Linked DNA regions of Sus scrofa: regions 1, 2 and 3 are each linked to region 4. The links are chromatin contacts, called in public HiChIP or PLAC-seq and promoter capture Hi-C maps. All regions are on one chromosome and are shown on one strand. The core of a region is the stretch at or near the end of the contact, and the rest is flanking DNA. Distances in the headings are between cores, read along the strand shown. Region 1 holds the start of CHCHD1 (coiled-coil-helix-coiled-coil-helix domain containing 1). Region 2 holds the start of DNAJC9 (dnaJ homolog subfamily C member 9). Region 3 holds the start of MYOZ1 (myozenin 1). Region 4 holds the start of PPP3CB (serine/threonine-protein phosphatase 2B catalytic subunit beta isoform).

Region 1 (7,145 bases), core at 3,082-5,581, 200 kb after region 4:
TGTTAATATTTGGCTGTGAATGAGGTAAGATGGGCCAGGTTTAAAACTTCTCTTGTGCTATTCCTCAAACCACTCATTATTACTCCTTACCTTTCCTAATCTCTTTTGCTCATCTCTTGGTTTTTAAAGTGTTGTGTTGGTGGTGAAGCAAAACTCCTGGTGAGTTGTGTTCTGGTCCCTGGAGTTGTATTTTTTTAAATCATTTACTTTGCTTTTCATGTCAGCCTTTAAAATTTTTATTTTATTATTATTATTTGTGGGCATGTGTGTGTGGCTTTTTGGCCGCACCCAGAGCATGTGGAAGTTCCCTGGCCAGGGATCAAACCCAAGCCACAGCAGCAACCAGAACCACTTCATTGACAATGCTGTATTCTTAACCTGCTGCGCCACAAGGGAACTGCTTAACTTTTAATTTTGAATAGCTTTTTCTTTCCTGGTGTTCCATAATTTCTGATGGAGATGGAGTATCCTCGCCACCCTTCCCACATTCATCATCCCCTGTATTAAATTGGCTATAGGTTTGCCAGCTTTTTTTACTGCTGGTTTGCTTTTTATCTAGGGGATATCTAGAATTCTTTCTCACTTCATGAATAGAAAGATTCAGTGACTGGAGTTCCCATCATGGCGCAGCAAAAACACATCCAACTAGGGGCCATAAGATTTCAGGTTCAGTTTTTGGCCTCGCTCAGTGGATTAAGGATCCGGCCTTGCCGTGAGCTGTGGTGTAGGTCACAGACACAGCTTGGATCTGGTGCTGCTGTGGCTGAGGCATAGGCTGGCAGCTGCAGCTCCTGTTGGACCCTTAGCCTGGGAACCTCCATATGATACAGTGACTAATAAATGTCGTATAAATTTAATGAATTGTCCTTCTCTATTTTTGGCTGGAGATGGAGACTAAGCCTGGAAATGATGATAGAAAAAGCTATAATGATTTTGAAGTGTTAAAATAGCCCATTGTGAATCAAAGTGCAAATTTTTATAGGTTTTTGTTCTTTTCTGTCTGCCTAATGAACTCTTCTACTTTATTATTTTTGTATGCCTCAAAAGTCCCATTTCCCCCCCAAAAGTCATGAAATTGTGGTGGACAAAACAGCCCAGCAATATAGCTGTATTAATTATCTCATATTCTGAGGCACTTTTCACTTTAAGTGGGATAAATATTCCAACTTCATTCATTCTATTACTGATACAAGACACGACTTTATAGTACTTTCTGAGACTACATTTTGATGGAGCCCATCCAAGGCCCTAAGCTCAAGGGGATGAGAGGTAAGGCAAGACATACAAGCCATCATAAGGGGATATAGGCAAACCCTCCATTTGCTGTGGTTTAAACATACAGCTTAATGGGCAAGGAGACCATTTGCTTTTTCTGGGGCAGTGGAACAAGAAAGAATACTATGTATCTTAGAACTACCCTGGTTGTGATGTTGTATTAATGAATTATCACTAGAGAAGTTTCATAGCTTATCAATATATCTGGTTTAGTATATGTGTGTATCTGTATACACACAAATTTACCAACATATAAATACGGTTGCAAAGACAAGAGGAAGATTTTATGACTTCAGTATAGACTGTGTATAAATAACCTTGTCCTTATATAAGGTTTTGTTTGTTTTTATTATTTTGAGCAAAATGCTAAGCTATTCTGTGTATGATGATAACAGTTTGTGTTTAAATTTAAGAAATCTAGCTCTTTATTTAACATCAAAGCCAACATCATGTTTAATTTTTTTAAAATGACACCTACTTTGAATTCAGTAAAGATCTATAGAGAATTTATATAACTTTAGGCTGGCATGAAACTATATAATATCCCACAAAATGGAAATCCTACAACAGAACTCCCAATAAACATTTTGTTTATATATGAGATGCTTCAATAACTAGGGTCCCACACTTATCGTGACACCTAAAGATGTGGCCAAGGAAACCTATTTAGGCTGGGTTTCACTGCCAACGTGGTTCTTTTTCCAGTTTATTTAATAAAAAATGCTTTTCATAAGAGCATGGAAAGTTTGCTTACCCAGTTTGGACTTTCACAGAAAACAAGAGGAGGGGAAGACCTTCAAAAATACTTCTGTTAAAATTTGATATAGTAGAGACCCTTACAAAAGAAGTCAAATTCAGGACTCTGATTTCTAAGCCTGCACTCTATTTAAATGCTGATGCTGGTTTATAGAATGCAAAATACATATTACAACCATGTGCAAACTAATGTTCAGACTCAAATTTCATTATGTGCAATAAAAATGGTAAGTGATGGTTATGCAAGGGGTAGAATCATCCTTTCCTTTCCTGTCTAATTACACCAATTCACATTGGCATTACTTTAGCACTTTTATGTATAAAGTAGGCCAGTTGTTTATGAATGATTGTGGCCAGAGACTCATGCCTGCTTTGTGACCAGTGCTCCCCACACTTTCTCCTTTATTCCCTATTACCACAGAAGTATTCATAAAAGAGCAGGGAAGGCCAGGTGCTACGGGTCCACAAGGGAAGGCAGCACCAGAAATAGCCACCTAGCTATCCAACTAAAGGCTTCTCTTTCTCTACAGAGAAAGCAAGCAATGTGAATTTTCGCTAGTTTGTGACCCAGCCTGCATTCTGTACAGCAGCAGGCTTGGGGTTATTGGTGGTAGAAGTGTCTGATAGGAGTCAGCTTTATTTGTGTTGCTGGAGTCAGGGTGGAACTTGGGGCTGATGCCCTTACTATTCCCAGGTGTTGCTGTTTTCTATTGTCTCAGGTTTCATTTTGTATAATAAATGGCTTCTTTTGAAACAGTGTCTTTTGCTTGGTTTTATTTCTGGCTGTGATAAAGTTGGAGACTTGGAAAAATACTTAAAACATTTGTTCATTTAACAAGCATTTACTGGCACTACTCTAGGCACTGGGGATTAAGCACTGAACAAGATAGACAAGGTCTATTCTCTTCCGGTGCTTACATTTTAAATGGGTGTTGGGGGTAAGGCTGTAAATGAACAGTAAGGGAACAAGACAATCCAGACTATGATAGGTGCTGTGAAGAAAATAAAACAGCTTGATAGTGGTTTGGATGGAAGTCAGGGAAGTCCTGACAAACTGAGACTCAACAGAAGAAAAAGAACCAGCCATGCAGAGATAAATGGAAAGATTCCAGACATCTGTGATAAGTGATTTTAGCATACTAAATTTACACAACCAAATTAAGTATTGCTCTCCAAAGTAGTCATCTTAAGAACTACAAGTTTGTACAAGTTGTGCTTCCATTACATGGTGCTCATGTATAAATATATGCCTTGAGAATCAGCGGTACGTCTTTGTAAATCATTTTGGGAGGTGGGGGGTGGGGGGGGAGTCAGAACCAAGTCTGATTAAAGCTAGGCATCACAAGGAAGGACAAAGTCTATAAATAGGAATGATACTACTAAGTATCTTCAGAGAATTGGGAAGAGGATTAAGTAAAACAATGTATGCAAAAGTCCTTAAACCTTTCCTTACCCAGTGAGATCGATATAAATGAGCAAACGATTTCTGAACAACAGTAGCTGCTGAAGTAAATGAGGGCTAATTTTTCTTTGCGGCTTCTGGGGTGGTTCCAAACGTAGTCAAAACCAACAGTTCTTGAAGGTTTATTAAAATCATTCCTAGAGTTCTGACCCTGGCGCAGCGGCTCCCGCCAGCTGAGGAGGTGCGGGTTTGATACCTGGTCTGGAGCAATGAGTTAAAGGATCCGGTGTTGCCGCAGCTGCAGCTCGGATTCAGTCCCCGGCCTCGGAACTTCCCTATGCTCCGGGTGTGGGCTTTTTTTTTTTTTTTTTTTAATAGTAATAATAATTCCCAATTTAGCATTTTTCAGTCTCCCAGTTTTATTTGCTCCCATCCTCTCTGCCCTTGCTTAGGTCAATCTTTTTTTTTTTTTTTTTTTTTTTTTTTTTTTTTTTGGTGATGCGCCCGCTGCAGGCGGAAATTCCTGGGCCGGGGGAACGAACTCCCACCATAATAGTGGCAAGGTGGATCCTTAACCCACTGAGCCACCAGGCAACTCCAATCACCTTCTAATCCAGCCGGTTACCACTCGAAACTAGAGTCCGTTTATCAGTGTTTCCTGGGTGTTCCCGGTCCAGTACTGCCCCAAGACTTCAGGGCCCACAAGAGTGGCCTAGGTCAGCAGACGAGTCCCAAAGATTCTCCTCCCAACCTGCACATCGGTCTCTATTAAAGCAGGTCAGAACCCAGCAGCGCGGGTGCCCCGCCAAGAAAACAAAGCGGTGCATGCTGGGCGGGAAAGGGAGCCTCCTAGTTTCAGGAAGCTCGTAGGGTCACGCAGGGTCACGCACGGCGCCGCAGAGCCTGCCGGGAGCTCGCTTTGCAATGGCGACTCCCAGCCTGCGGGGTCGACTAGCACGGCTTGGAAACCCACGGAGGCCTATACTGAAGCCCAACAAGCCCCTCATCCTAGCCAATCATGTCGGGGAACGGCGCCGGGAGAAGGGCGGTGAGCAGTCGGAGCCGTGGAGGCCCTAGAACGGAAGCCGGAGGAGTGCAGGGGGCCGCTGGGTGGGAGGGCCGGAAGGTAAGGGTCTCCTTGTGATTGAGGGTCCTTCCCGTTCTCCACCAGAGGCGACCTGTATCACGGAGATGTCAGTAATGATGGCTTGCTGGAAGCAGAATGAATTCCGCGACGAAGCGTGCAGAAAAGAGATTCAGGACTTCTTCGATTGTGCTTCGAGGGCTGAGGTGACAGGAGGCTCCTGGGGTGCCCTCTTGGGAGGAGAATGGGGTATACAGTATGGTTCTTACTGCCTCTTGCTTGGTGATAAGAAAATTCTTCTCCCTCAAAAAGGGCGAGAAAAGTTTTTGGGATCTACTTGACTCATGCCAAAGTGCGAAAGTTTACAATTTTGAAGGCATCGTGATCTTGAGCGATTTGTTTTACTGCTTTTAGCTTTATCAGATGCACAGTGAGGTTAATATTCATATCTGCCTTAAAGAATTTTGTGAGTGTTAAGTGAAGAAATGAATGGGAAAACCACATTGTAAAATTTAAATTGCTGCTCAAATAGACATTATTCTCCCAAGTGAACTAAAGATAGGAAAGGACAGTTTATTTGGTTTCCAGCTTAGATTTAATTGCCAGCTGGATGATGGCTTCAGATCATACAGTCATTCATGGTTCCCAAGTCCTTTTGATGAAAGAGGACTGAGAAGATGACGCAGCTCTCCAGGCTGGTTAATTTCTCAGTGTGATTTGGGGTGTTGTGAGAACTATTAGCTTAGGTCAGGGCCAACTTTAGAGCTGTCATTTTAATTTTTGTTCTGTGTTTTCAGGCTGCCCGAAAGATGAGATCAATCCAGGAGAACCTGGGAGAGTTGGGGAGTTTACCCCCCAAGAAATTGAATAAGTTGTTACATAGGTTTCCTAACAAACCTCATGTCAGCTGAAAATGGAGAAGCATTTTCAATGACTGGACTGTAGCTTCTGAGAACTATGCAGAGGCTTTTTAGAGATATTTGCATTGTCACACGTTCTTTTTGAAGAGTGGAAGGACGCGAAACACTTTTTTTTAACCCTTTGGAATCATTATGTGGATGGAAATTATATTTTATGTTGAAATAAAATCCCCTGAAGAGAGCTTGGCCTTTTGTTGTGGATTAGGTATTCCCACTATAGTTGAGTCCTGTGTTCTCCCCTACACTCTGGAAAGTCTTTGCTCTGTAATTTGCACCAGGGTCAAGACAAAAACCTTTATACCACTTAGTGTCCTTGCCTTTGTATGCAAAGGATGCATAAGGATGTTGGAGTCTGTTTATATGAAGAGCTTTTTTGCCATTATCTGTAAATACTCACTGACTATCTGTGCATAGCCACTGCAAGGTGCTGCCAGGATAATCAGAAGTTCACAAACTGGTGACCCAGAGGTTTTGGAGATGTATTTTATTTGGCCCACACAATTAAAAGTTTGTTTTTAAATTAGCAGACCACATTCAAAAATTCAGTATCATAAAAAATCCACTTTGGCTGGGGGTGTGGCCAAAAAAATATGCTTTTTAGCTTTTTTTAAAAAAAATCAGGAGTTCTTGGAGTTCCTGTTGTGGTGCAGCAGAAACAAATCTGACTAGGAAACATGAGGTTGTGGGTTTGATTCCTGGCCTTGCTCAGTGGGTTAAGGATCTGGCGTTGCTGTGGCTGTGCTGTAGGTTGGCAGCTGTAGCTCCGATTCAACCCCTAGCCTGGGAACCTCCATATGCCATGGTGTGGCCCTAAAAAGCAAAAAAAAAAAAAAAAAAAAAAAAATCAGGAGTTCTCTTGTGGGACAGAGGGTTAAGGATCTGGCATTGTCACTGCTGTGGGTCAGGTCCCTTCTGTGTTCGATCCCTGGCCCAGGAACTTCCACATGCCACAAATGCGGCCAAAAAACAAAGAAAAATCCAAAAATCTGGTAACCTTTTATTTCCCACATGGAAATAAAGAATCAAATAGAGCTGATTATCATTAGTTTCCATTCTCCAGTGATCTAGCCACAGGACTCTCAAATGGTGAGACTGAGGCTTAATCGGCAATTATCTTCTTTGTTTATCACCTGTTCACTTCTCTCTATGTTACTACCTGGTTGCTGACAACATTTTTGCGACCTCCTGATATTAGAACAATTGAACAGTATTTTTTGCATACTTTGCCCTTTCAATCATAACTGAGTTAACTTTTTCTATGTACTTTACAGCATTAAATGCACAAAGGGGTCAGTGGGGGTTTTAAAGCTCCAGTAGGATAGTTATTAAGATAAAAATGGGCCTTGCCTCCTTGACTCCGCGCAGCTACCTCTTCCTATAGCCCTCATGTCCCTTTGCTGGATACTGGGCAATTGCTGGGTTCTGCAGGCTGAGGTTGTCAGCCTTAGGAAGAAGCTCTGGGCTTAGGTATTTTGGATTAGTCTTGGAAGTACTTAATATCCGTCAGTAGACTCCCAGTAAGAGTCTATGAACATAGATGGGGGAAAAAAATTTGTCTTTTTTTTTTTTTTTTTTTGTAGGTCAATTTGTCATCTTTTTTTCCCTTTTTTTAGGTTTTTCTTTTTTCTATTATAGTTGATTTACATTGTTCTTTCAATTTATGCTATACAGTAAAGTGACCCAATCATATATATACACACATTTTTTT
Region 2 (6,611 bases), core at 3,899-6,398, 240 kb before region 4:
GGAATTGAACCTAGGCTATAGCAGTGAAAGTGCCTAGTCGTAACCACTAGACCACTGACCAGAGAACTACCTCTTCTCTCCTTTATCCTAAGCACCATTCATGTTTTTTTCTGGATATCTTTTAAATGATCATACTGGGATCATTTAAAAAGCTCCCCCAGAACTTAACAGTCATTTTTTACTTGTTTATTTAATCATTTATAAGTCTTACAAAGATGCTTGAAGTAATGTGAATAACCCGTTTCTCCCAGATATGTCAAGCCGAGTATAAAACTTGGTTGAGAAAAACAGAGAGTCTATGCGAGATAAGGCTAAAGCAAACTGGCAAGGACTTGGAAGACAGATATCCAGCAACCATACTGAAGGCCTGACAGCTAAGAGATTACCTGTTCTAATAAATACACATCACTCAGTACTCTGCAGCTCACTCCCATGTGGTAAAATGATAAGTGCTGAAGGTGGGAGGCATTCTGGATAATGCCTTGTACAGAAGACCCATAGAAAAGTACTGTCAGGAAGTACACCACCCTCCTGTTCCCTCATGATCACCACCAAATTCTTTCATACAAAGACCTACCAGAATTACAGGGTATTTCTAGGATATTCTGAGATCAGTTTGAGAGGATTCCGCTTGGTTTATGTAGTCAATCTGAATAATTCAGGCCTGAAAGACAACTTCTCTCAAGGGTTTGGTTGACACTTGTCTTCAAATCTTGACTATACCTTGCCTACAATGGCACCAATTAACACCTAAGGCCTTTGAAGAGAAAATTCCATTATTTCTTTTCTTTCTTGAGAGTCGTTTTTTTCTGTCCTCGTTTGGAAGGTTTGCAGTACTTTGCTTCCATCTGAGCCAGAAAATTGTCCATTTCCTTTTGCCGATCCTTTTGTCTGCTCTGTTTGAAAAGTTAAAACACAAGCTTTCAAAACACAAGATGTCCATAGAGATAGAAGTACTTAGTGGTTGCCAAGGGCTGGTGCAAAGGGAGAATAAGGAATGACTGGTAATGGATAAGTGGTTTCTGTTTAGAGTGATGAAGATATTCTGGAATTAGTGCTGATGATGGTAAAACCTGCTAAATTTTCTAAAAATCATTGACTGTACACTTTAAAAGGATGAATATATAGTACCTGAATTACGTCTTAAAAGCAAACAAAATGCCCACAACACTATAATCACACACTCCAAAGAAATTATTAGCAGTAGGAATCAGAACATGAAAGAACTGGCGGCCCCCTTCACAGACAGCCTGCCAGGTTTACCTGAATGACTGCTTTCAAGCTATCCACTCCTTCATCAAGCCCCAACTCCTTCCTACTCATTTCTGCTTCTTTAGCCTCCTCCTGAGCCTAAAACAGAAAATCATGTGAGATTCCATGGCAATCCAGCAAAACTAAAAATACACCCTCTTTCCCAGAAGCAAATCTATGTTAAGACCCTTTCGCTCTGAGAATTACACAGATTAAAAGGATAAAATTACCTATGTATGTGTCCTTCACTAAAAGGCAACATTGCTGACAGCAAGGAGTAGATCCTGACTCCAATAAGCATTTCTGAGTGTTCCCCATTTCTACCTGCTAGGGGCGAGCAGGCAGTTTGGTTTCATAAACCACGTGGTGACAGGAAGGAAAACAAAATGCTAGGAAAGATCACTTAACCAAGGATGCCCTCAAAATGTTGCCAGAATTTAGAGTCCTCCTCTGGAAATCGAATTTACTACATGTGACTCAAGGCAGCCTTGAGAGCAACCCTGGTTTAAAATTTCCCCTGAGAAGTTAGGATCAGCACTAACAAATTCAGTTTTAACCTTTCTTTACTGGATTTCAAAGCTACCTCCTCTTGCCAAATTTTACTAGAACACTGATTCCAAAATACCACAAGAATACCTTGGGAAAGGTTAATAATTAGTTTATTCTTTCCTTCAGGGCAACAACTAAGAGTCTAAGATGCCCCACCCTCCCCCTCAGTGAATTTTCTTAACAACAATGAATGCTATTAATACTCAGAATGATGGCACATTAGGACCTTGTTATTCCAATAAACAGAGACAGTTTCCACTGTCTACTTTCAGTCCTTGTATTCCGTTTCTTTTAATAACTATTCTCCCTCTCCAAGTTTGCAGGAGTGCCTCTCAAAACTATTCTGCTGCGCCCCCCACCAAACTCACAGGAAGTTTTTCAAGCTAACAGCCTATTGCTGAATACAGCTGTGCTCAGTTTCATCTGAAAAAAATGATTAACAACTTAAGCTAAATTGTCAACTTGAATGGAAACAGATGTAACCTGTGAGTCAAAATGATGATCTTGATACACATTCGCTTCTCTCAATTCATCTCAGGTGTCACCTTTCTCCTGCGTATCTAGCACCTAAAAGGTGCAGACTTTCCTTCACCTCCAGTTCAGCCACACATAATAAGGTACCCACCAAAGAGCTAAAATCTTAGACTGTCCGCTTTCCATGGAGCTCTCACTATGAAAGCCAGCAATGGTGACTTCAGTACCAATCTGGTCTTCCTCCTGACTAGAGGCATAGATGTCTGCCACCTTGAATGCACTCCCTCCCTGAACCCCAGATATCCTTAAACTCCTTTTCCCTACCATCATCCTTATCCTCACCATCTCGAGAGATTAATATGGGTATAAAGGACACATGAGTCACAACCCTTGATACTCCATAAAAGTGTATCCCAAGTTGTATTTAGAAAAACCTTCATAAAAAATAAACTAAATCATTTGTTTAAGAAAATGTACATTCTGGGGAATTCCCGTTGTGGTGCAGCAGAAATGAATCCATGAGGATGCAGGTTCAATCCCTGGCCTCACTCAGTGGGTTGGGAATCCAGCAGTGCTGTGAGCTGTGGTATAGGTCGCAGACACAGCTTGGATCTGGTGTTGCTGTGGCTGTGGTGTAGGCCAGTGGCTACAGCTCCAATTCGACCCCTAGCCTGGGAACTTTCATATGCCGAGGGTGCGGCCCTAAAATGCAAAAAAAAAAGAAGGTATTTTCTGGGTCCAATTCAAGGATCAATCTGGGCAAGACCAAAGGAATCTGAATTAAAAAGACACAGTCTGAAAAACAGACACAGTCTCTGTCACCCTCTCCCCACCCTTTAACCAAGTAAGAACCACAATCTAGCTTAGGTATCTGGGCTCCCTTACTTCATCTCCCAGGAATGCCCCAGCAAGGCTACAAGAACTGGCCCATATGAAGAATATTTCAGTGCTACTTTAAAATATTGATTATCTAAATAATCCATGCCATAAAATCCTCCTGAGCACAACATAGTAGGTTAAAAAAAAGGTTCCCTTAATGAGCTGATATGCTCATTTTATTAGATGAAAACTAGTATAAAGTTAACCCTTATCCTTTTTTCAGTGTTTTCTGTTTTTGTTTTGTTTTTTTTTTTTTTTGCCACACCCATAGCATGGGGAAGTTCCTGGGCCAGAGACTGAACCCAAGCCACAGCAGTGACCTGAGTCACAGCAGTGACAACACAGAGTCCTTAACTGCTAGGCCACCACCAGAGAAGTCCTCAGTGGTCTTAGATATATTTTCTTTTTCTTTTATGTATTTTTATTACTGTAAATATCCTCAAATTCTTTTCGGAAGCAGTCAAGATATAAATAACAAAGAGCATTCAAAATCTTACCCTTCTTTTCCTTGCATTCATTTTTTGCTTCGATTCTTTGACAAAGGCATTATAGGATGGGACCTCTCCAGCATCAATAGCTTGTTGTATAATATTCCTTATTCTGGGTTCTTCTGTGTATTGCACACACAGCACAGACTCCATAATCTGATCCATGTCACCCTTGAAGTCTAGATAGGCCTGTTTAACGTCAGCCAGCTCTTCTTCAGAACCTTTGTATGTCTTTTCAAAAGCTTGAATGTCCTCTAGAGATATCTGAACAAATGAGAGATATATGCTTTAACTTTGAGAATTTTATTTTAAATAAAAGGAACTCTAGTAAAAACTAAATTTAGGTCTTGAAATGCTTCTCCCCAATACACGTTACTTGAGCTGAAACTGTTTTAAGGAACCAAATTTTCTACGCCAAAGATTTTCCAGAGTTCTCTCAGCCCGACCTTTACAACTGCTAAGCTACAGATCAGAAAAATTTAAGTGAAGTTTTCAAAGTTGGGAAGAGACCCAGGAAAATACTCAAAACTTGCATCTAGATATGTAAAATAAAGCACATCTTGTAAAAAAAATTAAATGCCCCCCTTTTACTATAATCATTCTACATCAACAGATGATTAAAGATCCATTTCAGTTAAGTGTGTGTATGTGTATGGTTTCACACATACACATGGTTCAACCTAATAGTTAAATTTGTCTTTCCTCAAGATCAATAGGTTAGATAGGTATCTCCTGAGGAATGCCTGTGGGTATTTATTAATATATCGAAGCCAAATAAAAATTTCCTCATTTTTACACAATACAAAGTGCAAGACCTTAGAGGCATCCAATAAATCTTCGTTGAATGAATGATGGTAACAGTCACAAGGAAATCTCCAGAGTTCTTTACCTTTTTAAAGAGTAATCTCCAATAGGTCTCCCAGTCCCGATCTTGGCTGAGCACATCAGAATCCTCGTCCACAGTTCCCTGCTCATCGTACACTGCCCTCTGATCTTTGTCACTCAGAACGGAATAGACCTTCCCGAGGATCTGCGGGAAAGAGCATCCAGAAGTCACCCCTGCCCCCTCACTGGAACAACACCGCGGAAAAAAAAAAGATTAGAAAACGCCAGGCCGGGTTCCGCTTACTTCACCCGGGCGGCGCTAAGCGGCCAGGAGACGGAAAGAAGCCCGGGCGGCGGGTGGAGCGGGGTCTAGCGTACCTGGAAGCGGCGAGTGGCGTCCTGCTTGTCGCCCTCGCCCACCCGGTCCGGGTGCACCTGCAGGGACACTTTGTGGTAACCACGTCGGACCTCGCCGTCTGAGGCCTCGCGTCGCACGCCCAACACTCGGTATAGGTCGGTGGTTCCGAATACTTCCTCGCACAGCTCCAGAAGTCCCATGGCTGGTAGTGGTGCAGAGCGGGCGGCAGCCTCACTGAAAACAGCAGGTCCCTACAACAGAGCAGAACACTACACCGCTTCCTTTTCCCGCGCAAAACGCCCAGGGCGCCTGCGTCATAAGAGGCGCAGGAAGGGGCGGGGTCTCGACGCCACACTTTACGACGGCTGCAAAATGGGGCGTGGTTAAAGCTGGCGTCAGCCGAGGTAGAGACAGGGTGTGGCTACGGCGTCCCAGATCTCTCTGACCTAGGGGATCTCCTTCTACCCCGCCCTCTCCTCCGCGGCCCGACTCCCCTTATTTTCGAAACTTGGCAGCTATATTCTCAAAATCCCCGCTCAGTTTATGCAGTATAAGGAACGTTCATCATATTAAGCTGAATCTATGCATTGTTGTTTTGGTGGGGTTTTTTCGACCGCCCCGCGGCAAATGGAGTTTCCGAGCCAGGGATCAGATCCCAGCCCCAGTTGTGACCACCTCCACAGCTGCGGCAACATGTGCAACACGTGCAGGGGACAGGTATTGAACCTGCGTCCCAGAACTCCAGAGATGCTGCTGATCCCGTTGCGCCACAGCGGGCAACTCCTGCAATGCTGTTTTTTTGCTTTTTTTCAGTTTAAAAAAAAAAAAAAAGCCTAACATTGGCGTTTGGCAATTTCACATGGTTTAACCTAAAGATTAAATAGATTTGCTCTTTTCCAATGATGATTTGACAAGAGTATATAGAGCTCTAAGGCCCAAATAATTTTGCATCCTACAGGTGGCGGAACTGCTGGGAAGGGACTTTCCCTTGAGTCCTGCAATAAATAAGCCTACATTAAACAAAAAACACAAAATACCAATCTTTTAAAAACTTTTTTAATCTGAGAGTCTAGATTTGACATTTATTACAGAATCATTCCTATTCACCTTAACAGCTCCTCCACTTTGGTGGAGATAATATAATCCAACAATCATCTTAATAAAAACACAAGCTTTGGGGGAGTTCTCTTGTGGTGCAGCAGGTTAAGGATCCAGCCTTGTCACTGCAGCAGCTCATGTCACTGCTCTGGTCCGGGTTCTTTCTCTGGCTTGGTAATTCCATATGCTGCAGGCACGTCCCCCTCCCATCCCCGCAAAAAAAAAAAAAAAGAAAAAAAAAAAAAAGGTCAACTTCAGAAGCAAAGGTTTTCTAAAGCATGTTGGATTTGAGGTAGTAGCAAGATAGGCTGATGCAATCATTTAAAACATGGTGAAAAATCTGGGCCTGGAAATCCAAAGCAAGGCCAGGGTTAGAGAAAACTTTGGAAATCAGGGAGAGGATGAGCCCACACAGGAAGTTGTATATATACGAATCTTTTAAAAAAGACAGACAACAGTAGTCGAGTTGGCAGAAACTCAGTAGCTCAAAGTAATACCCATTTCACATCAGTTCCCCTAACTGATCAATACTTTCCAGAATCACATTTGCCTCTGCTCTACCAATTGAAGTTTCTCTGAAGACCTCAAACCAGGGTAGATTATTATCTAACTTCCAGACTTCTGTGGTTTCCAAAACATTTCTCTTTCCTAGATCCAAGATACAACCCAACTAAAGTCAGTTCCTCTCT
Region 3 (6,825 bases), core at 2,743-5,242, 150 kb after region 4:
GAGTGTCCTGTATTTTTTAATTTAGTTTTTATGTCTCAAATATTTCTTTGTTTCTTTGGCTGTAGCATGTAGCAGCATGATGTGGGATCTCAGTTCCCAGACTAGGGATTGAATCCAAACTGCAGTGGTGAAAGTGCCAAGTCCTGACCCCTAGATCACCAGGGAACTCCCTGTCCCAAATATTTCATGGATATACTTATACTAAAAAATTGTTGTGTATCTGAAATTCAAATTTAACTGTCCTCAATTTTTAAAAAATTATGTTCCAAATATTTCATGGAACATGCTTTACTAAGAAATTATTTGTGTGTATATCAACTTTATTTTTTAAAATTGAAGTATAGTTGGTTTACAATATTATATTACTTTCAGATGTACAATATTCAATATTTTTACAGCTCATATTCCATTTAGTTATTATGAATATTGGCTTTATTTCCTGTACTGTACAATATATCCTTATCGCTTATTTATTTTATGTGAATCTCAACTTTAAAATATAAGACTATACTGTATAGCACAGGGAATTACAGTCAATATTTGATAATAAGCTATAAAGGAAAAGAATCTGAAAAAGAATCTGTATATATGTCTCTCTATATATAGACATATATATGCATAACTGAGTCGCTATGCTGTACACCTAAAAACAAGACATTATAAATCAACTATACTTCAATTTAAAAAAAAGGAAAAGAGGAGTTCCCCTCATGGTGCAGCAGAAAAGTATCCAAATAGGAACCATGAGGTTGTGGGTTCACTCTTTGGCCTTGCTTGGTGGGTTAAGGATCCAGCGTTGCCATGAGCTGTGGTGTAGGTCATAGACGAGGCTCAGATCTGGTGTTGCTGTGGCTCTGGCGAAGGCCAGCCGTTACAGCTCCAATTAGACCCCTAGCCTGGGAAACTCCATATGCCACAGGTGCAGCCCTAAAAAGACAAAAAAAAAAAAAAAAAAGAAAGGAAATAAAATAAAATATAGGACTGGGTGTTCTGTGTTTTATCTGGCAATCCTATCTTTGATGCTTAACTATACTGGGAGGGAATTTTCTCCCTGAAGGTATGATACTCCCCACCCTGCTTCACTAGCTCTAAGCTACAGTTTTAGTTTCAGAGGTGGGCTGTAACTCATCCTGGAGATATTGGGGGCTTTATGTATCTGGAGGGTTAATGAGCTTCTAAGTTTGCAGGGAGGGGAAGTTGGTAATATTTTGGGCTACCAAGAAGCTGTCAGAAGAGGCACTGGCTTTGAGAGTAGTAACACTCCAAACTCACCATTGAGCTGTCAGAGAAGACATCAGGGTGATTTTCATAGATAAACTTCTCCACCCTCATTTGCCGTAGTTTGAACATCTTAGAGCCCCGGTTAGTGAGCAGCGACAACTCCTCCAACATCACATCCCTTGGGACACTGATCTTCTTGCCCAGGTTCAGGCCTGAGCTCTCCTGTCCACCTTTCAGGGAAGTGGGGATGCAGAAGCAAGGAAAAGAGGAAAGCAGGGTTTTTCTAGGCTCCAAATGCATCCGCCATCCACAGCAAAGTGTGTGTTTCCCAGCAGACATCGCTGAGGGAAGCAGACCTTGTCTGTGATGTCTGATCAAATGCTATCTAGTTTAACAGGGCTTTTGATTTCCTGGATTTGGAGCTGGAGAGAATGCATGGGAACTGGGGTGCAGAGTGGAGACAGTGGGGATACTAGAGTGTAGTGACGAGGGTGAATGGGGTGAAAGGGTATGGGGTACAGGGCAAAAGAGTCAAGAAACACCACAGATGGAGGTCACTGGGGAAACTATAGCATGGGGGAAAGCCCAAAGGCCACCTCTAAATATAGTCTGCTGTCTTAACCCCTTTCCCTTTTCTTCCCCTCAGTGAACTCTGGCTGCAAACAGCCTCTAGGTATTGGGAGAGCTCTTCATACGCACGTACTCCTACCACCCTCAGGAAAAATGCTTGAGCAATTTTCCATTTTAAGTGCTTGTACAAGGCTCCTAAGCTCTGGGGAAAGATGTAAGGAAATTAACCACTTATTGAGACCTTATTCCATGCCAGTCTCCGTGTATATTTTTTCTCCTCAAACATACCTCACTGACCTGTGGGTCCTGTTGTCCTGGACCTGTGCTGGGTAACATGGCATGGGTGTTATTGTCTCAGATTACAAGGTGAAAAGGGTGGAAGGGTGAGTAGTCAGAGTTGAATTCTTTCTCCCTCTTTCTCCCTCCCCCCACCTTCCCTCCTCAGTTCCTCTTGTCTCTTCATATCTTTTCACCCTAATACATGTATAAATGTATAATATTTCTGGAACTCTTGGGGCAGAGATACTCTTTTTTTTCCTTTTTTGTTTTGGCCCATGTGCAGTGGCTTGAAGTGGGATCTCATTTCCCCAACCAAGGACTACACTCAGGCCACAGTGATGAAAGCACCAAATCCTAACCACTAGACCACCAGGGAACTCCCCCGAGATCCTCTTAATAAATCCCACACCAGTCAGGTACAAACATGCCATACCTCCAGTGAGTTCCATGATCAGCTTGCTGGATTTCCTCTTCTTGTTTGGGGCTGGGGTCCCTGAGAGCGGCATTGTGGAGGTGGGTGGAGCCTGGATAGGGTGAGAAGGGGGAGCTAAAGGATGGACAAGGAATGTAGGGGGAGGTGGCAGTGTCTACAGTAAGGCAGTGCTTAAGGACTTCAGGGAGCAAAATTTCATTAGATTTTCAAGGAAACATATATTCCCCTAAAAGGTGAAAACTCGTTGCTTTAGGGCTTCTCTTCTTGGGAAGCAGGGCAGAAAGCATAGATGCACCCCCTCCCCCTACCTTCTACCAACCTTTTTTCAGCCCTTTTACAAAGAGTTGGTGCAAGGCTTAGGAACAACAATGTGTATTGGGAGGCTGGGGGTAAAACAAACAAATTAATACAGGCAGGGCGATGCGACCAGGTTTCACAGGTTTGGCATGATTTGAAGTTTTTATTTGCAGGGGGCTCTCAGATTGGGAATGTCATTCCAAACTCTGGTCTCTCACTCTTCACCAAGTCCCGGGGGGTGGGGGAGTGGAGCAGAAAAAAATGTCCTGCCAGTGTTGACATGATCCAGCCAAAAACATTCTCCATAGGAAGGAGAGGTTATTGTCCCTCCATTCGGCCAGCTGGATCATGGCCTGGGAGGTCACAGCAATGTTCCTGCTCCCTTTCAGTCACTCCCCGCCCCCCAGACCCCAGAACTGGAGTGGAGAGGGAGGTCAGGGAACATGTGAACTCTGCTGCATGTCAATTCAGCAATACCATAGCAGTGGGAAATTCAAGGAGGACAGGCCATAATAATAGGATCTGGCCGTGGAGGGGGACAAGCTGGGGAAAAATACAGATTCCAGCCCCTCCTTCACAGAAGTTGGCACTCAGCAAAATGCTGTTTTCTGCTGAGTCCTGTCTCAAAACTCATATGCAATTCTACTAGCGTAGTGGGGTCTGGTGAGGCCAGAATCCAGGAATTGCTAAATGGACTCTCCCTGTACCTCTCTCAGCAGCAACCAGGTTCTTATTTCCCATCCAGTATCCCAGACCCCTTTCTTATTCCTCCAGGGCCTCCCCCATCATCTCCATTCCCCCCACCCTCTTGGGCCCTTCTCCTTCCAACTCTCGTGGCTCCCCTGAGCTGGACAACTGAGAGCTGAGTATAGATGGGGGAGGAGGGCAACTGCCCCAGGACCAAGGGTCACTGTTATAGACACAGACACAGCAGTTCATGGAGTGGGCTCCGACCCCTCTGGTCATAAAGCTGGAGACTTACCGGCTGCTCAGGCGGTGGTCAGCTCTCCCTGGGGTCCAGCAGCTTTGGAGGACTGAGCTGCTGTGACGGGAGAACCCGAGCTGGGCAGGCGTGGGGGCAGCACTGGCAGTGGGGGAGGGAGGGTGGTTATTAATAGAGATGATGAACGCAAGCAGCTCAAATGGCACAGGGGGTACCAAGACCCTGGAACCAAGATCCCTCCCTCCTTGCCCAGAGGCTCAGGAAGGGGAGGCAAAGGTCTTTGGGATTCTCCCAGGAAGCTGTCTGGGTCAGGGATTAGTCTGCCCAGGGACTCCCCTTCCTTGGCACCTAGAGGCTGAGATTCAAAGAAGCATTCAGGGAGAAACTGAAAACTGAGAGGGAGAAAGGAAGCAGGCAGCAAGTGGTGGACAGGAATTTGGAGTGGGAGAGTAAGAACCCGGAGAACATGTCCAGAGAGCCATTCAGAGCCAATCCAGGCTGGAGCTGGAGGGACAAATGGGTGCACTTTGGGGGTGGGAGGGCTTAAGGTGCTATGGTTTTTTTTGTTTTTTCCTTCTTTTTATGGCCACACCTGCAGCATATAGAAGTTCCTGGGCTAGGGGTCGAAGTGGAGCTGCATCTGCCAGCCTATACCACAGCCATAGTAACTCGGGGTCCAAGCCACATCTTTGACCTACACCACAACTCGAGGCAATGCCAAATCCTTAACCCACTGAGTGAGGCCAGGAGTCAAACCTGCATCCTCATGGTTACTAGCCAAATTCTTAGCTCGCTGAGCCACAATGGGAACTCCGAGGTGCTATGATAAAGGAAGGGAAATCTGTTCACAATGGAACTGCCCTTTGAGAGTTCCTTTTTTTTTTTTTTTTTGTCTTTTTTTTTTTTTTTTTTTTTTTGCTATTTCTTTGGGTGGCTTCTGTGGCATATGGAGGTTCCCAGGCTAGGGGTCTAATCAGAGCTGTAGTCGCCGGCCTACCCCAGAGCCACAGCAATGCGGGATGCAAGCCGCGTCTGCAACCTACACCACAGCTCACGGCAACACGGAACGCCGGATCGTTAACCCACTGAGCAGGGGCAGGGACCGAACCCGCAACCTCATGGTTCCTAGTCGGATTGGTTAACCACTGCACCATGACGGGAACTCCGAGAGTTCCTGAACAGGATGGTCTACCTCTGGAAGGGCCAGATCTTGGCAGGACAAGGGACCATATTAACCAAAGCCAGTACTTAGGCAGTCAGGGATAATGTGGGTGAAGATTTGACCAATTTCTGCCTTTCCACTCCCATTTGCCATTGGAGTGTTCAGTTCAGCCTGCTCTGCTGGATAGATGTCACTCTCTCTCCCTGGAAGTACATGTAGGCTCTGAACTGCCAGGACTTTACTCTCTGAGGTTCCTACTTAGCATTTTCCCCTAAGGGAGCACATACCTCATGGGATCTGGACTGTCCCATTCACAAGGGTCTAGAGACACCTCTGGACAGGGGAACAAGTTTGAGAAGGCCCTGGAGGGAAATGGTCATTTTTCTTTCCTTCTTTTTTTTTTTGGCTTTTTGGGGCTGCACCCTCAGCATATGGAAGTTCCCAGACTAGGGGTCAAATCGGAGCTACAGCTGTTGACCTACACCGTAGCCATAGCAACACAGAATCCGAGCCTCATTTGTGACCTACAGCACAGTTCATGGCAACACTGGGTCCTTGACCCACTGAGTGAGCGAGGCCTGGGATTGAAACCACATCTTCACAGATACTAGTCAGATTCGTTTCCACTGCACCACAACGGGAACTCTGGGAAACCTGTCATTTGCCCAGCCCCTTCCTCAGTAGCTGCATGAACATCCTGGATACTCCTCTATGTACTGATCAGGTTTTGGAACCAGCTGCTGCACCTCTGCTGTACCCATCACCACCCTGTTGTGGCTACCTTAGGACATGGCTTTTGTAACTCCCAGAATACCTTTCTATCCCTCTGTGAGCGATCCACTCTTCCTGACCATGCCCTTTGCCCATCCTCAGCTTTACAGGTTCAGGTTAGGGGCTGAAATGTTACGCTTGTCCTCTCTACTTGGCCTCTGCCCTGACCACTTTAGCCTCCAGATCCCTCATCTTCCTTCTCCACTTCCTCCTAACACAAAGAAGCAATGAGATGGAAACAAAGCAAAACAAAAAAACAAAACATAAATAGCAAAAGGTGATTTCATTGGAGTTCCTGTTGTGGCTCAGTGGTTAATGAAGCTGACTAGCATCCATGAGGATACAGGTTTGATCCCTGGCCTCGCTCAGTGGGTTAAGGAACTGGCATTGCCAAGAGGGGTGGTGTAGATCACAGGCGCAGCTCGGATCCTGAGTTGATGTGGCTGTGGCTGTGGCTGGCGTCTACAGCTCCTATTTGACCCCTACCTGGGAACCTCCATATGCAGCTAGTGTGGCCCTAAAAGACAAAAAAACAAAAACAAAAACAAAAACAGGAGTTCCTGTCGTGGCTCAGTGGTTAAAGAATACGAGACTAGGAACCATGAGGTTGCGGATATGATCCCTGGCCTTGCTCAGTGGGTTAAGGATCCGGCACTGTGTGAGCTGTGGTGTAGGTTGCAGACGCAGCTCGGATTCCGCATTGCTGTGGCTGTGGTGTAGGCCGGTGGCTACAGCTCCGATTTGACCCCTAGCCTGGGAACCTCCATATGCCACGGGAGCAGCCCTAGAAAAGGCAAAAAGGCAAAACAAAACAAAACAAAAAAACAAAAAAAGAAAAACCCAACAACAAAAAAACCCAAAAAATGATTTTGTCATACTACCATCCTCCCCTCAAAAACCACAAAAAGAAATTGAAATTTTGGTCTCATATGATTATCTAAAACTACCGAGTGCATAAAGACGGAATACTCTCTGGGCCCTTCCTTTGGAATTCTGAGAGGCTGTGTATTTGGGGGAATAAGGGTCATAGGCCTGATTATTGGCACAAATCTGCCCCCTGCTGGTAAAACTGGGGCAGAAGCACTTCCCTTCTCAGAAATCTAATTCTAGTTTTCTCTTTTTTAAAAATTCTCCATCCATGCTGATCCA
Region 4 (6,884 bases), core at 3,264-5,763:
TTTGTCTTTTTAGGGCCGCACCTGTGGCACATGGAGGTTCCCAGGCTAGTGGTCCAATCGGAGCTGTAGCCACTGGCCTATACCACAGCCACAGCAACTCAGGATCCGAGCCACATCTGTGACCTACACCACAGGTCATAGCAACGCCAGATCCTTAATCCACTGAGCGAGGTCAGGGATAGAGCCAGAGTCCTCATGGATGCTAGTCAGGTTTGTTAACCGCTGAGCCACGACAGGAACTCCCCCAAAATGACTTTTATATACCATACAAAGATGCCAATTAGCTTTAGCTTATTTCATCTGTAAATAAATAAACATTTTTATAATGAAATGAAGTCACACATTGGCACTAAAACACACCTCCATCTAATAAATCAAACTTTCACCAAACTTTTCCTTACAACTTTTGCCAGTTCACTCAGTAGCTCCGGAAACTGAAGCTTTTGCCTCACTACTGAGCAGCTGTATTTCCTCCTTGGCATTTTCCTTCAAGATAGCTTGTTATCACAGTGTTCTCTTTTCCTCTCTCTCGCCTCTCTCTCTCTCTCTCTCTCTCTCTCTCTCTCTCACACACACACACACACACACACACACACACGCACGCACGCACACAGTATTCTCTGTTCCTTTGCTTTCTCTAGGACACATGGTACTGAAGATTTATTTTAGTATGCTTAACAGTTTAATTAGGGAGGAAAGAAAAAGAAAAATCATTGTCAAGAGTTAACTTTTTTTTTCTCTTTTGGTCGCACCCATAGCATAAGGAAGTTCCCCGGCCAGGGACTGAACCCACGCCACAGCAATGACCCAAGTGCTGCAATGACAATGCTGGATCCATAACCCACTGAGCCACAAGAGAACTCCATCAAGAGTTATCTTTTCAAGATAGGTAAGTCCACAAAATAGATTTTGTCAACAAAAATTAAAATTCAAGTTGCTTTAAAACATAATGAAATAGAACCAGTAAAAAACACTGAAGTAGCTATGTGACCCTAAGACCTATTTGGGTCATCTAAAAATGTGTAATGAAAATAAGTAATCCTAATAAAGCCGAGGTACTAGAAAACACTTTAAACCAAAGACCTCAGATTTATAAGCAGGGCAGCTGGCAACAGAACCTAAATGAATCATAAGGCTGACCATCAGACATATAACAGCTTTAAAAACTTACAACACCCACACATTTTGGTTCAATCTGAAAGTCTGATAACTTAAGAGATAGGGTTAATATAACCTAGGAAATAAAGAAAACACATTAAATGCAAAAGAAAGTGAGTTGCATTTTGGGTGCTAAAAATGTACAAATGCATAATATAGACAATGCTCTAAGCAATAAAGGTGAATTTTTGTATTAGGACTAAAAGATTTGATAATCTCAAGGGATAATCTAGGACCTCATTGGGACCTCATCCATAGAGTAAAAAGTACATTTTAAAAGTACCTGGAAAGAAAAGGTAGTACCTAGACAATTCAGGTCAAATAAATTGCAGGAGGGAGAGCATTATACATAAATTCAGGGATTTATGCATTTTTGCCCACAGCAATTTTGCTGATATGGCAGTAAGGCACTCATGCAGACATAATTAGCTATTTTTTCTAGTTTGTTTCTATTTTCTTATTTCCAATTTCCTATCTTAGCTAAAGACAAAAAAATACTTGAGTTAGGCAGGCATACTACCTCACCTAAACTACTTGAGCTACATCAACTTTCGAACACAAGAATTTGACCAGAGCCAGTAGCTGGATAGGCACAAAACTGAAATGCTTTATTTATAATCAGGAAACCTAATCACCCATAATCTGGGATATGGAATTACCACTAACAATTTCAGTGGATAATTTATACATGAATCACCTACAGCATTCCAAGATCTCGAACTTCACATGAAGTGAGTTTCAGACATCTGATATTAAACACAGAAGTATCTATTTCCCCTTCAAAATCTATGTGACCATAAACTATGGGCCTCCTAACTAGAAGTGTAAAAGCATAAAAATGAGACAACAAGGAAAAGTTTCAAGGAGTAAAAGACCACATGTATTCAACATCAAAGATGTTCTCCATAACATCACTACTATGAAGTAATACTGATACAAAACTAGCGCATACTGGACTTAAAAGTAATCTGGATTTTAATAAGTTAAACTGAACTAGCACTATGATCATATTTCTTCAGTAAACTGTTACCTGTCATCAAATGCAACAGTGTAGTATAATTACTGAATGACAAAGACAAGAAGCTTGAAGATGAAATCTAAGAGCAGATTTCTGTATGAAAGGTAAGTTTCCCAGTAACCTCCAAGGAAGTCAGAGATTCCATGAGGGTGCAAACTGGTCTGCTGCACAATCTAACTGGCTAACGATTCCATCAAGAAATGAAAGCTGTCTTGGAGAATATACTACTAAGCACATGAGATCATATATCCATAAGCTTTACTAAACTATGATTTTCTATACCAACAAACTCCTACTTACCTAAGCCAAATGACTTATTTCACACCAATAAACTGCAAATACAAGTGTCTTCATTTACAACTCACCACTAAGGAACATGCTTATGTTTGGAATCTTATTTTCACTGTACAGGGGAAACATTACTACATACATGACAAGAAACAAGAAGATTCACAAGCATAACAATAGCATAAACTCACTGTTCAGGAATGTGACTGGTTGTCCTACCTAAGAGTAGGGTCAAAAGCGTCCAGGGAAATTAATACAGCACAGGTATACAGTCAAAAATGAAGAAGGAGCCCATGTCTCCTAGTCCCACCCCCTAAAAAGTCAGGATTTCAGGACAGGATGAGCACCTGAACCACCAATCTTTCGTCTTTTTTTTTTTTTGGTTGCGGGGCAGGCTGCACCCACCAAATGTAAAAGTTCCTGACCAGGCACTGAGCCCAAGCCACGAAAGTGACAACGCTGGATCCTTAACCCGCTAGGCCAAAAGGGAACTCCTTTTTTCTCTTTTTTAAAAAGATTTCTCAGGACAAGGATTCCATAAACTCTTTATTGAGCTCATTCCAATGCCTGGCCAGAAAAGACATACTACTACTAAGTTTTTCATTTTATCCACATAAGACTAGATACAAACCAGTGTTATTACTAAAGGAAGCTCAAATTGGAGAGAAAAAAAAAATTAAAAAAAACACCAAGGAAAAAGTTTTTCTTGTTTTTAAATATTTTAATGGAAATATGTCTGGTCAGATTTCCAAAACTGGGCTAACAGTGTTTAAACATTGTGCCAGAATATTTGAGAAGCTTAATGAAATAAAACAAATAGAAGTATCTGTTTCAAAAGTAAACGTGATACAATAGAGAAAACTTTATTCTAAAATGATTTTAATTTATTGACCAAGCTACATGGTAAGAAAAATCATTTCAAATTGTTTTTCATCTCCACAGCAGTATTTGAAGTTGATGGGCTTTCCCAGAGAGTATGGAGATCTCAAGCGACTCTCAATTAGCCCTCAATTTCTCTTTTAAATGAATCTGCTGACCTGTGGTCTTTAAACATCCATAAATCTTGCCCCAGCCGATAAATATCTAACTTTTTCTTCTAAGGGGAGTGTGTGGGTGTCTGTCTGCAGGGAAGGGGTAACCCTTTTTGGTTTTTGACCAAAGAATGTTGACGGTTTTCTAAGCAAATGTTTCTTCCTATGCACGAGGCTTTTTCTTTGAAGCTGCCTTTTTTTCCCATCTATCCTGCACGTCAAGCCTGGGGCCCCCACATTCTGGCCCGTCCCTTCACCCTGTCCAATCCCATATAGTTCCCTTAATTTCCGCGCGGGGTGACACCAGAGGGCCGAGCGCGAAGCCTGCGGCTGGCGCTAACTAGGCGCGAAGAGGGCGGACTGCTGTCACTGGGGAGCAGGCGTGGGCCAAAGCCGAGGTGATTTCTGACTGCTCATCGCCCAGCCCCGCGTGGCTGAAGGTCTCCGAACCCCTCGGTCCGGCCCGGCAAGCCAGGCGTGCAGCTGTCGCGGTGCAGGAAGCTAATCGCGGCCTCTGGGCCGCTTTGACAGGCCGAGTTGGAAAAGAAAGGGGTTCACTGCGACTAGTAGCCTCACCCCTTCAGCTAAGAGACCTCGAGAGCGAAACCCCCGCCTCGGCCTCAAGGCAAGCGAGAGACCTCGGAGCCACAGCCCAGCCCAGCAGGGGCCCGCCCAGGGGCCACTCCCCAAGGGAGGCAGCCAGTCACTCGCCCGCCCTTCCGGGCCCGCTCCGGAGGGGACGGTCTCCCGCCCGCCCTCAACAGCTCCTCAGGCCAGGCCCCCAGGGCTTCGTCCACCTCTCACCTTTGACGACGCGGTCAGCCCCGGGAGGGGGCGGCGGGGGCGGGGGTGGGGGCGGTGCAGCCCGGGCCGGCTCCGGGGCGGCCATGCTGGGCCCGGGGCTCGGCTAGGCGCTGGGCCGGGCGGGGTTGGGGGCGGGGGCGGCGGCTACCAGAGCCAAGCGGCGGCGCCGCCGGGGAACATGGCGGACCCTCTTTCCCTACAGAGGGGCTAAGACCGGCATGCACCGCGCGTGCGGGGGCGGGGGCGGAGCAGGCTCTAGGGACTTGGGCAAAATTACTGAGGCTAGGAGAGAAACAGGACGAGGCTAAGGGATCAGGTTAAAATTCTGGGCAGGCAGAAATAAAAGAGAAGGGAGAGGACCTGCTGTCTATAGCTAGTTGCTGGGGTGAATGAGTGCTTGGGATCACCAGCTTTCATGGAGCTTCCAATAATATGGGGAGACGTAATCAAACCTTAGAATCTCTTAGTAATAGAGAAACAAACGTATAACAATTTGGCCACCAGATCTGCGTACTTTGGTTGGTAAGAGACAGGAGAAATAGAGGAAGCTTTGTAGGTTCTACAGCAAAGCAAGCGTTCAAAATGGAGTTTGAGAGAGAATCTGACCCTGTGTTTATAGGCTGGAACTGCCAAGAGTGGGAAGGCATGGAATAAAAATGCAGCCACAGCAGACGAGGCTCCGAGGGTTGAGTCAAAACAGGAGGAAAGGAAGGGATGACACCAGGAGATGTTCAAAGGGTCTACAGAATTCACCGGAAAAGGACAGCTTCCCTCTTGATTCATTTAGAAAATAGAGATTTTTAAGACAGAGGCGTAAATAGGAAATTAGTTCCTCATTAGAAAAACCTCAGAGTATTTCTGTGCATACATACAGAAATGTGGGCTCAGGACTTTCGGAAATTTTATAGAGACAGATATTCATGGAGAAGGGAGTAGTGGGACAGGAACCAACTCTTCAAGCAACAATTATTAGATGAAGAGTGTGCGTATGACTCCAGTAGAGGTACTGAATCATGAACAGAGACCAGCATGTCCAGTAAGATCTATATAATCTTGATGACATAGGATCCAAGCTTTAGCGTGAGAAATTCCTGCCCATCCTCCTGCTCAAGACTGCATGGGCTTATGTTCATAATGTTTAATAATTAGGTAAACAGTTGTCCAGAGATGTCAAAGAGCACCTTTCTACCTCTTCGTTTTATTAGGTCTCAATGATTCTGAGACCTGAGGTAAAAGAGAAGAGAAATGCCCAGTGAGTATTCTTTGCAAAGGGAGCCCACAAGATATTTCTAAGAGGTAGATAAATTTGGGAGTGAGGCAGGGTGAAAATGGATCTTTCTGGTATGAAAGTGCAATAATCCTATAGGGGAAGGGAAGGGGTAGCCATGGGAAGAGATCAAGGAAGGGATAAGAGGCACATCACAAACTTGTAGAAGAAGGGCCCAAGAGTATAAAGATAAGGAGTAAGTTTGTAAGAGGAGTTTGAATCCCCAGAAAATCTACCCAAGGAGGGGAGGAAAAAGTGTGTAATGTGTTGAGTGCCTCTTGGCAGAAAAGGGATAGAAAATACACTGATAGCAGTAATAACAAGGAGTTCCCATTGCGGCACAGCGGAAATAAATCCGACTAGGAACCATGAGGTTGCAGGCTTGATCCCCACCCTCACTCAGAGGGTTAAGGATCCGGTGTTGTCGTGAGCTGTGGTGTAGGTCACAAATGCATCTCAAATCCTGCATTGCTGTGGCTGTGGTATAGGCCAGCAGCTATAGCTCCAATTCGACCCCTAGCCTGGGAACCTCCGTATGCTGCGGGTGTGGCCCTAAAAAGCAAAAAATAATAATTAGTAATAGGGAAAGTCAGTCTATATTAGGTCCCATTGACTCCTACCTTGAATATACACCCTTCAAATATCCTTCAGCTCCTTTTTGGCTCCTCACTGTCAATCACAGATAGATATCTTTGTGTCATGGCTCTCTCTGAGAGCCCCAGGCCACTTCGAATTGGTATTTCTGGCTTCTCCAGGCCTCCCACCCCAAAATAAAAAATTGAGAGTATATAAAAGGCATTAAATAGACAATTAAATGACAAGAAATTAAATAGAACTATCTCATAGATTTATTAATGAAAAATACTTTACAAAAACAGTATGTTTGACCCTAAAATAGTTCAGCTGACTCTGAGGGTTTACAATGGCGACTGAGCAAGTGGCAGTAATGGCTCTGCTGCAGACGACAGGAGGGTATGTTAGTGTGCCTGACTCCATCTGTTCAGAAGAGCAAATACTGTGTTGGCAGCTCCGCATTCTAGGCCTAAGGTTTGGGAGCAGAGGGAAGGCTGGTAGTCTGGGCAGATGGGCTAGCCTGAATGATGTGGTCAGGACCAAGACCACATAGCTACATGTTCCTCCAAGGATGGGGGGGTGAGGAAATCACAAGATCAGGTAACAGGGATGGGCGGATAAAACACAAAACAGATGTTGGTAATATAGTAAGGAACAGAGGATGAGGGCTTAGGTGCAGGTGGAGGCATAGATATCCAGAACTAAAATGGTGACCCTAAGATCCTAAGCAATAGCTAGTTTCCAG

Evidence for each region. Promoter capture Hi-C pulls out the DNA fragments that hold promoters and counts their contacts. HiChIP or PLAC-seq counts read pairs in DNA pulled down with a chosen protein or histone mark.
Region 1: an H3K27ac HiChIP or PLAC-seq map of skeletal muscle shows a contact between it and region 4. The contact joins the promoter of CHCHD1 here to the promoter of PPP3CB in region 4. A contact is called at or near these places in 1 of 5 promoter capture datasets (fetal liver), 1 of 47 Hi-C or Micro-C datasets (liver) and 2 of 2 datasets of contacts at active chromatin or transcription factors (alveolar macrophages and skeletal muscle).
Region 2: a promoter capture Hi-C map of fetal liver shows a contact between it and region 4, with 4 times the contacts expected there. The contact joins the promoter of DNAJC9 here to the promoter of PPP3CB in region 4. A contact is called at or near these places in 2 of 5 promoter capture datasets (fetal liver and liver), 5 of 47 Hi-C or Micro-C datasets (epiblast stem cells, heart right ventricle, liver and 1 more) and 2 of 2 datasets of contacts at active chromatin or transcription factors (alveolar macrophages and skeletal muscle).
Region 3: an H3K27ac HiChIP or PLAC-seq map of alveolar macrophages shows a contact between it and region 4. The contact joins the promoter of MYOZ1 here to the promoter of PPP3CB in region 4. A contact is called at or near these places in 2 of 2 datasets of contacts at active chromatin or transcription factors (alveolar macrophages and skeletal muscle).

What each region holds. Positions count from the first base shown.
Region 1 is chr14:76,502,987-76,510,131 of Sscrofa11.1, forward strand. CHCHD1 (coiled-coil-helix-coiled-coil-helix domain containing 1) reads left to right here and starts at 4,332. Exons shown (of 3, transcript NM_001190155.1): 1 at 4,332-4,481; 2 at 4,605-4,723; 3 at 5,315-6,274. The coding sequence starts at 4,358. The coding sequence ends at 5,428. FUT11 (alpha-(1,3)-fucosyltransferase 11) reads left to right here. Exons shown (of 3, transcript XM_001928248.5): 3 at 1-2,790.
Region 2 is chr14:76,065,153-76,071,763 of Sscrofa11.1, forward strand. It overlaps DNAJC9 (dnaJ homolog subfamily C member 9), which reads right to left and starts at 5,149. Exons shown (of 5, transcript XM_003483498.4): 1 at 4,845-5,149; 2 at 4,531-4,671; 3 at 3,651-3,905; 4 at 1,264-1,350; 5 at 1-896. The coding sequence starts at 5,024. The coding sequence ends at 777. It overlaps MRPS16 (28S ribosomal protein S16, mitochondrial), which reads right to left. Exons shown (of 4, transcript XR_001301010.1): 4 at 5,865-6,125. FAM149B1 (protein FAM149B1) reads left to right here. Exons shown (of 13, transcript XM_013983338.2): 13 at 1-670.
Region 3 is chr14:76,448,954-76,455,778 of Sscrofa11.1, forward strand. MYOZ1 (myozenin 1) reads right to left here and starts at 3,993. Exons shown (of 6, transcript NM_001025222.2): 1 at 3,783-3,993; 2 at 2,504-2,594; 3 at 1,273-1,451. The coding sequence starts at 2,576.
Region 4 is chr14:76,300,832-76,307,715 of Sscrofa11.1, forward strand. It overlaps PPP3CB (serine/threonine-protein phosphatase 2B catalytic subunit beta isoform), which reads right to left and starts at 4,514. Exons shown (of 23, transcript XM_021072583.1): 1 at 4,300-4,514. The coding sequence starts at 4,384. It overlaps LOC110256628 (a long non-coding RNA gene), which reads left to right and starts at 516. Exons shown (of 2, transcript XR_002338398.1): 1 at 516-4,312. USP54 (inactive ubiquitin carboxyl-terminal hydrolase 54) reads right to left here. Exons shown (of 25, transcript XM_021072539.1): 25 at 6,392-6,884.